Regions from separate parts of the Triticum aestivum genome. Here region 2 is linked to region 1. The links are chromatin contacts, called in public Hi-C maps. All regions are on one chromosome and are shown on one strand. Each heading gives the region's core, a stretch centred on a gene start, on an enhancer-like site or on the middle of the called end of the contact. The rest is flanking DNA. Distances are from core to core; before and after follow the strand shown.

Region 1 (4,410 bases), core at 1,045-3,544:
GACAAGGTTCAATCTCTTTTGCCAAACAGTAGGCATCAGTTAGGGAAGTGGGTCTAAGAAGTCTCAATTGGTACTTAATTCCATCTCTCATCCCATTAACATAGCACTTTACAAACCAGAGTTCAGATAATGTAGGATTTTCCTCCTGCAGTTCAGCCATTAAATCTTCAAACATCTTGGTATACTCTGACACTGAATTGCTTCCTTGTTTCAGAGAAGTGAATTGTTCAGTGAGGTCATAAGAGCCTTGGGCAGAAAATCTCTTAATGATTTCTTTTCCAAATTCTTGCCATGACAGTTGTTTCTTGAGTAGGCCAGATCTCCTCAACCATACATCAGCATCTCCTGTCATGTACATTTGAGAGAGTGATACCTTATATTCTTCAGGTGCTCCTGCCATTTGGAAGTACTTGTTGCACTGTCGAATCCAGCCAACAGGATCTTCACCAGAAAATCTAGGAAAATCCATCCTTGGACCTTTTGTCATTGCTTTCATGAACTGAACCTGCATATCCTGCTCATAGGTTCTAAAGTAATCCTGCCACAACTGTCTGTCTCTAGCTGGTTGCTGATATTGTTGGAAAGCAGGAGTATGATCTCCCCTTCTTTGTGTTACTGGTGTTCCCATAGCACTTGCTGTTTCCAAGTTAGCATGAGCTCCAAAACCAGGTGGTGCTGTAGTTCTGCCAGTCCTGATTGGAGGTAATTTCTGCATGTGTATCTCTTCCAGTTGTCTGGTCTTTTCCTTTTCCGCTTCTAATTGTTGCCTCAACTGTTCAGTTCTGCTAGGTGGTCTTTCTCAGGTTGTTTCTCTGCTCTAGTTCCTGACCCAGATGGAGCCACTAATTTCTGCAAGACCGAACTCATCGTGGACAATTGTTTCCCCAGATCTAACACAACTTTTTCAATTCCTCCAACTTGTAGAGCTATTTCGCCTTGTTTGGAACTAATTGACTGAACATCTTCCTGTAATTTTGACACATCAGTTCGCATCGTTGCGTTTTCCTGTTGAACCGCACCAAATTCATCTCGAAGAGAGAGGACCTCTTGCCACTCGGCCTCATCAATTGCCTTCGAGCGCCCCATCACCTTGATCCAGAGAAGAGAGGGGGAATTTTACCACCGCAGATGCGGCAACCAGCATCTCAATTCCAGATCCTGCCGCCGCCAAAGCTCCACGCCACCAAGGTACACGGATCAGCGAAGGACGTGGAATTTTACCTTGCTGGAAGGGATCCAGCACAACCACTCCGCGCTACTGATCTGCACCCGAACGAACACCGCCTCCTGCGCCGCCCTGGATCCGCCGCCGCCTGACGTCGCAGTGAAGGCACGCCTCCACCGCTCGCCTCAATCGTCGCCCGCCATCACCACACAACACAGGGAGGGAATTGGGTGGGTATTCTTGCCTCTCTTGGAAAAAAATTGATCCGATCAGAAGCTACCGAGGAACCACTGCTCCGATTACCAATTTGTCAGGACCTAGTTGTTCTACGAGATCAGAGTAGAGATTTGTGTGGACGAATTTCAGAGAATTGCGAGGAAAGAGACCCCGATTTGGGAGCTATATTACCATCGGCTGTGCCATATACGTTTAGGGTTCATCCCTAACAGCGTGTTTGGTTCGGGGGAATTCGAGATGGGGAATGGGAGTTGAGAGGTGGGGAGATTAAAAGTCCACTGTTTGATTAGAGGGAATGGGAGTTTAAGTAGGAAGGGGAATGGGAGTTGAGGAAGCCAATTCCCACCTATTTCTTCCCGGGGGTACCTTGTTAATTCGTGAGCAGAGTTTTATCCCACGCTAATTCCCATCATATACCAAACAAGGGAATGGGAGTAAAAATCTACTTCCCATGACTAATCCCTTCATAAACACCCTTGTGCAAACTCCCATTCCTCTGCCTAAGTGTTTACCAAACAGGCTGTAAGAGGAATTCTGGAAGATCCGATGCCCAGCTCAGCCACAACCCGGCTGTTAAGTAGGTGGATGCCTCGCGGTAAACAGCGGAGCATGAATAGTAACAATAACGGAAAGTAAATCTAACGGTTGACGACGAAAGTAGCTTGAGGAGTCTCTTGGACCGTTGGATTGGCTGAATCGGTATGTGCCGGAAATGGCACGACCTGACAGCACTGGGCAGTGGCACAACAGAACAGTCCAGTCCCCAAACCCTCACCAAACACACTTCGTGCGAGCCCGTGCAAACCCACGGGCTGCTTGATTTCCGTGCCTTGTGAGCAGATCTATGGATAAACCCTGGCGACGTCAGAGCGCGCCCCACCAGTCGGCGACCCACGCCGTGGCCGGCACCCCCTGCGGGCACGCACATGGGGACGGGGGCGCCACTCCCACTCGCGCACACTTCCTCCCCCGCTCCCTTTCCCTTGACGCCTTGCCGATGTGATCCCCCGCCGCCTCCGCCCGCACTCCGTCCCCGCGCCGATCCCATCGCCCCTCGCCCCCAGGAAATGTCTCGCCACCACCACCACGACCCGGCCCCGCCGCCCTGCTGCTCCTGCTGCGCCTGCGCCTGCGGCTGCTCCCCGCCGGCCCCCGCCCCGGCGCCGTGCGGCTACTACCCCGCGCCGCCTCCCCAGCCGGCGCCCGCGTCGGACCAGCTCCTCCACGCCATCGCCGCGCATCTCCTGCTAAGCTCCGCTCCCCCGCCTCCCACGCCGCCCCAGGCCCAACCGCCGCCCCAGCCCCACCCGCAGCACCAGCCCCACCCTCAGCCGCCGCCGAATCCCGCCGCGCACCACGCGAATCTCTACGCCTCCTACGCTTACCAGTACCAGCACCAGCAGCAGCCGGGATCCGCCCCCCACGCGGCCTATCCCCAGCCGCCCGCGGCCGCCCCTGCGCCGCCGCCGCCGCAGCATCAGCACCAGCAGCCGAACCCGCCCGACCACGGCCAGCTCCTGCTCCACTCTCTCCTGCGCCGCGTGGCCGCGCTCGAGACGACCTTGCCGCACTGCTTCCCCTCCCCTCCCGCGCCGCACCCCCAGCAGCCCAACCCTCGCCGGCACCACCGCGCGGGCGCGCACCAGGAGGGCCCGCGCTCGCGCTCGCCCTCGCCCCCGCCGCGTCGCGCGCGCCGGGGGCCGCAGCCGCCGACCGAGAGGGAGCTCGCGGCGCGCACCATCCAGGAGCACTTCCGGCGCTTCCTGGCGCGGCGCTCCCGCACGCTGCGCCAGCTCAAGGAGCTCGCCATGCTCCGCTCCAAGGCCGCGTCTCTCCGGGCGTCCCTCTCCGGCTCCGGCCGCCGCCGGTGCAAGGACCCGATGGCTATCTCGGAGGCCGCCCTGGGCATGCTCTACCGCCTCGACGGGATCCAGGTGATGCAACGACCTCTGTTCGGTTCCATCAGTTATGCCATTGGTGTGTCTGGTTTTGATGGTGGGTTTCGGACCAGGGAGGGGACCCCATGATCCGGGAGGGGAAGCACGCCGTGAGCCGGGAGCTCGGCAGGATACTGGAGTTCGTTGACAAGGTGCTCCTCAAAGAGCAGGAGGAGATGGGCATGGATGGCGCATTCGACGATTATCCTGAAGGTTGTCATGGGATGAATCGCCCAACTGTGAACAGGAAGGTAGGTTTCCGCGGTAATGAGGACAACACCGAGGCTGATGAGAGCTCTGAGAGCTCGAGTTCTACCGAGGCTGCTGAGACGAAGGCTGCAAACAGCAAGAAGAGTGCCAATGGCAAGCCTGGGCTTGCAGCCCCAGTGCCTGTACACATGGAGTCAAGGAGAACTGGAGGGGAAATGTGATAACTCGGTCTTGCATCTTGTAATGTTACCTCTTGTTTAGAATCATGGGGATTGTCTTGCTCTTACATTACCATGGTTCTTCTTCCGAACCGATGTTTCTTGAAATTAGATTGGAGCCTGCTAGATGGTAGAGTTTGTGCCGCAACTACGATGTTTAGACTGTTGTATTGCCTCTCTGTTACATTTGTTACTGCATTGTACTACTGGTAGTTTTGAACATTGAGAATCTAGCCTGGATCATTTTGTCGCACTTGTGGATCATTTTGTTGCGCTAATTATGTCATGGTTCTTGTGGGATCTTGGTCAAACAACATGTGTTCAGGTGAGCTGTACGTCATGCTCATCTCCTTATCAATGAACGCGCCTACACAACTGCACCTTGTTCTGATGTTGTCATTAATAGTTTTAGATCGCTTCTTGACCTTGACAGATTGAAGTTGTAGCTTTATCCTTTGGCCTGCTTGGTAATTATCGCATGGGGTCAGTTTGGTTGTGCCTAAGTAGGCTGCTTACATGTGCTGCATACGTTTTTCTCCATTAGTTGGGCCATCCATGTGATGATGTTTTGAGCCATAACTTGTAACAAGTTTTCTCTGGGACTGGGTGTTTCATCGTTAAGTCGGTATTGTCTGAATCTGTT
Region 2 (4,510 bases), core at 354-2,853, 310 kb after region 1:
TACAACAACAAATTACCTATAAGATTTTCCCAAAAGAAGTGTACTAGTAGTTGATTGAAAATTTTAGTATCTTTTCTTAGCCACTTCCCAAATTAAGTAGTGCGCCATAGCTTGTCACCTTGATCTCCAATCACATGCCTCCTCAATTATTATCTGGTGACCGGTGACGACAAAGTTCTAGTCCGAGATTTGGATTAATAAGTGTGCCTTAAAGAAAGTAGAGATGATATGAATCCCAACCGCAAACCAAATTCGGCCTTTTGTAAAGCAAATCACGGAGTTTGTTGTTGGTATGAGATTCATATGAAGTACGAACACATCAACGTCAGAGAGCATCAGAGTTGTGGTTGGAGAAGTCAGGACAAAGATCCGAACAAAATGCAGTCTACGCTTAACCCGAATCCCCAGACGGTAGCATCTTCCCCCACTCTACCTGGAATTTAGGCTGTCCTAGTCGAATACTGAAGCTCCAATTGCAGCTCAAGATCGATTGGGAAGCAAGAAGCAGATGATGATTGGAGCTTACCTCTCGCTCGTTGCACATGGGCATCTGCACGAGGACCATGGGGAAGTCCTCGTCGCCGGCCTCGACGTCGTCCTTGTCGGCGGCGATGGGCACGGGCTTGATGCCCCGGAGCTTGATCCAGAGGCAGCCGAGGCAGAGGACGAGGCGGTCGACGCTCTGGATCATGAAGAGCACGACGCAGGAGTTGGTGAGGAACTGCAGCGGCGGCGCGATGTACTGGAGGCGGACGCGCATCCAGCCGGCGTAGGCGGAGGCGGCGAGCCCGTCGACGGCGAGGAGGCCGTCCATGGCGAGCTGGCCCGGCATCTCGGGCATCTCGGGCATCTGGAGGTGCCAGCCCTGGAGGTAGGCGGCCACCTCGACGGCGAGCAGCAGCATGGAGAGCACAACGAAGAGCCTGAGGCAGCCGTAGAAGCGCGCGCGCAGGGCCGTGCTCTCCCCGGGCGCGGCGTCCCCGTCCGTCCGTCCGGCCGCCACCCGCCGGCGCGCGGCGGCGGCGACGGCGAGCGCCGCGGAGGCCGCCCCCGTGAGGCGCCCCGCCGCGCGGTGCGCCTTGAGGAGCAGCACCCAGGTGATCTGGCGCGCGTTCTTGCCGCGCCCGGCCTTGCCGGCCGCCAGCCCCGCCGGCGACCCCGGCACCGCCTCCTGCTCCATCTCCGAAATCGACCAGTTGGGGTTCTCCATCTTGACCACCACCGGCGTCCCGCCGCCCCCGTCGCTCAGCCTCGCCTCCCTCCCCCAGAACGACGGCGCCATTGCCACCCTTGGTCAACCTCCGACCTCAGACAAACGACAGCAGCAGCAGCAGCCAAGAACTCTCCCAGGCAGCCCACGAAGAATGGCGCTTCTTCCTGCTCCTCCTCGGCGCCGCTTTACCCGCTCATAGAGGACATCAGCTGGACGCCCTTAATAGCCCCCCTGGAGGACGGACGGACGCACCCGCCAGAGCACGCAGACTAGCAGGCCACGAAGAGGGGAGGGGGGAAGAACAGCTCACCACGTCGCTCGCTCTCGCGCTCCAGGATACGATACGAGCTCCCCCTCCCCCGCTTTGTTTATTTGTAGCCTCGCCACCGCCGCGTCGACCCCTCCTACCGCCCGACCCGGCGGAATAAAAAACGCTTCTTTGGCGCCCCGAGACGCGCACAGGCGCGCACACGACCGACCCGCCCGCCCGGCCGTGGTGAACCGAAACGAGCAGCGGAGCCGGTGCCGGGTTTGGACGGACGCTTCGGCGCTGCTTCTGGCGAGATGAGATCAACGTGCGTGGGCGCGGTGCGTGGCGAGGCGAAGGAGTTCGGCGCACGTCGGTGTATTCGTTGCGTGCGGTTGGGCTGCGGCCTGGGCTGTCGCCTGTCGGTGCCACGGCAGCCGGCGCGCGCTCTGGCCGGCAGCTTGCTACTACGTGCTGCATGCCGCTGCCGCGCCGGTCAAAACGGCCGAGCGGTCAGGGTCCAAGGTGGGAAATTCGGGGTGCATGGGGGCGGATTATGGGCCAAAAATATTGGGGGAAAGGGCAAAAAAGGCCGGGATCAGATTAGATCTGCGCCACTTGGCTGGAGATGGGGACAAACTGAGCCGCGATTCTATTAACAAACGTAATCCGTGGTAAACAACAAAAGGGAAAGTGATCAGCCGAATCTCTGAATACCGGGGACAGGATTAGCATCTGCAACTAAACAGACAAATAGGCACACAAACGTGGAGAAGATTGACACGGTTCTGTCTGCAGCATTTTAACACGGGGAGTGCTGGAGGTACGTGCAAACTGGCAGGAAACGGTGGGTCAGGGTATCTCAAATGGCAACCCGTAAAAATCCTTCCACGTCTGTCCGCGGACAGGAACCAGTCCGAGGATACGGATGCGGGAGGACGACATCCAATGCTAGTAGTATATATTTCAAACTCTTTTTCGATAAACCGAATGAAATTCGTGCAAATAAGGCCGGATTCTATATAAACATTACGGATTTCATTATATTTACATCAAAGGGATGCTAGTCTGACTCTAAAGATATAGTTAATACCTAATCTAAATGGTCGCCGGCACGGCGGCACCCGTTCCCCGTGTCTGGCCATCAGCCCCGAGAACTGAAGCTTCACCAACTCCACTTCCGACTCGGCACTCTCCAGCTCCGCCTCAGTAACCTCCTCCTCCGGAGCCCCGGGAACTGAAGTTGTTCGCCTCCACATCGCCGCCAAGCGACTAATCGGCCGAAGATGGTGATCCCACCAAGCTTGGTGTCGACGGGAGGGGAGGAGCGACGGCCTTCCTGGGGCACAAGCGGCGGCGACCTACCGTGCACTACTCTTCCTCACTGTCGGCGACGCCCACGGACGTGCCGGCTTCTTCGTGGTTGTGGCGCGAGGGTGCGAACTCCTCGTCGTCGGTGTCGCCGAACAATGTCTCGCCCGCGTCGTCGTCGCACTCCTTGCCGGCGGCCGCCTTCTCCGCCACCCACTGCCGGTACCGCCAGCGGGCGAGGCGGATCCGTGCGCGAAGCGGTACGACTCGAGCAGCGCCACCTGCTTCGCCAGGTCTGCGTCCGGCGCGACCGCCCTGCCGGCGGCGACCTATTCCTCCGCTTGCAGATGCTCCTGGAGGAGGTTGTGGTTGCAGTTGGTGTCGGCCTGCGCCTCCTAGAACTGTTCCTCCCGCACCATGTCCATATAATGGGCACGGGCCTCACCAATGGTCGTGGTGCAATGCACCGGCAAGGGTGGAGCGGAGGAGGAGGGTGCCGCAGAGGAGAGGAGGGTGGTGCTGGCTCGTCGTCGGAGGTGTCCTCCATTTGCACGTCATCGTCAGAGGCATCCTCCAGCCGCCTGCCGGCCTGCCAGTCGGCAGCAATGGCGGCCATGGCCTTATTCTATTCCGACGTTAGCCCACCCTAGAGAACTTTGGCCGCGAAGGGATCCATGGTGGGGAGTGGTGCGGAGAGAGATGACTTTGGCTATGGCCGGGGCACCGGGGCAACAGTTTATATAGCACCGGCGGGTGGCAGAGGGACAGACGGGTGGCGCCAGAGGAGACGCCTCGGCAACCGCATGCCATCAATGCAGACGGACAGACGGGCGGCGCTCTCTCGGCCGGCGTGCCGCTTCAGTGCCGGCTCCAGTGAGCGGTCACGTCCGCTCTGGCCGGGCATGAATGCGGGTGCTGACGCTCTGGAGCGGCGCTGACCGAAAATAAGCGGGAGGGGGGTTGGTGGGCCATGGCAGTCAGAAGCGGGCTTGGGATCAGTCCAGACTCCCGCACGAAGGAAATATGCCCTAGAGGCAACAATAAAGTCGATATTTTATATTTCCTTATTCATGATAAAGGTTTATTATTGATGCTAGAATTGTATTGATCGGAAACTTAAATACATGTGTGAATACATAAACAAATACCGTGTCCCTAGCAAGCCTCTACTAGACTAGCTCGTTGATCAAAGATGGTTAAGGTTTCCTAACCATAGACATGTGTTGTCATTTGATAACGGGATCACGTCATTAGGAGAATGATGTGATGGACAAGACCCATCCGTTAGCTTAGCATAATGATCGTTCGGTTTATTGCTACTGCTTTCTTCATGTCAAATACATATTCCTTCGACTATGAGATTATGCAACTCCCGGATACCGGAGGAATACCTTGTGTACTATCAAACGTCACAACGAAACTGGGTGATCATAAAGATGCTCTACAGGTATTTCCAAAGGTGTTTGTTGAGTTGGCATAGATCAAGATTAGGATTTGTCACTCCGAGTATCGGAGAGGTATCTCTGGGCCCTCTCGGTAATACACATCATAAAAGCCTTGCAAGCAAAGTGACTAAGGTGTTAGTTGCAAGATGATGTATTACGGAACGAGTAAAGAGACTTGCCGGTAATGAGATTGAACTAGGTATGAAGATACGGACGATTGAATCTCGAGCAAATAACATACCGATGGACAAAGGGAATTACGTATGTTGTCATAACGGTTCGACCGATAAAGAT

The links. A called contact is a pair of places that touch in the nucleus more often than the background predicts.
Region 2: a contact with region 1 is called in a Hi-C map of leaf, with 2.9 times the contacts expected there. The contact joins the promoter of LOC123182606 here to the promoter of LOC123182610 in region 1. A contact is called at or near these places in 2 of 5 Hi-C or Micro-C datasets (both in leaf).

The regions. Positions count from the first base shown.
Region 1 is chr1D:427,401,796-427,406,205 of IWGSC CS RefSeq v2.1, reverse strand. It overlaps LOC123182610 (formin-like protein 5), which reads left to right and starts at 2,294. Exons shown (of 2, transcript XM_044595244.1): 1 at 2,294-3,336; 2 at 3,414-4,062. The coding sequence starts at 2,329. The coding sequence ends at 3,770.
Region 2 is chr1D:427,089,784-427,094,293 of IWGSC CS RefSeq v2.1, reverse strand. It overlaps LOC123182606 (probable xyloglucan glycosyltransferase 7), which reads right to left and starts at 1,603. Exons shown (of 5, transcript XM_044595241.1): 1 at 527-1,603. The coding sequence starts at 1,282.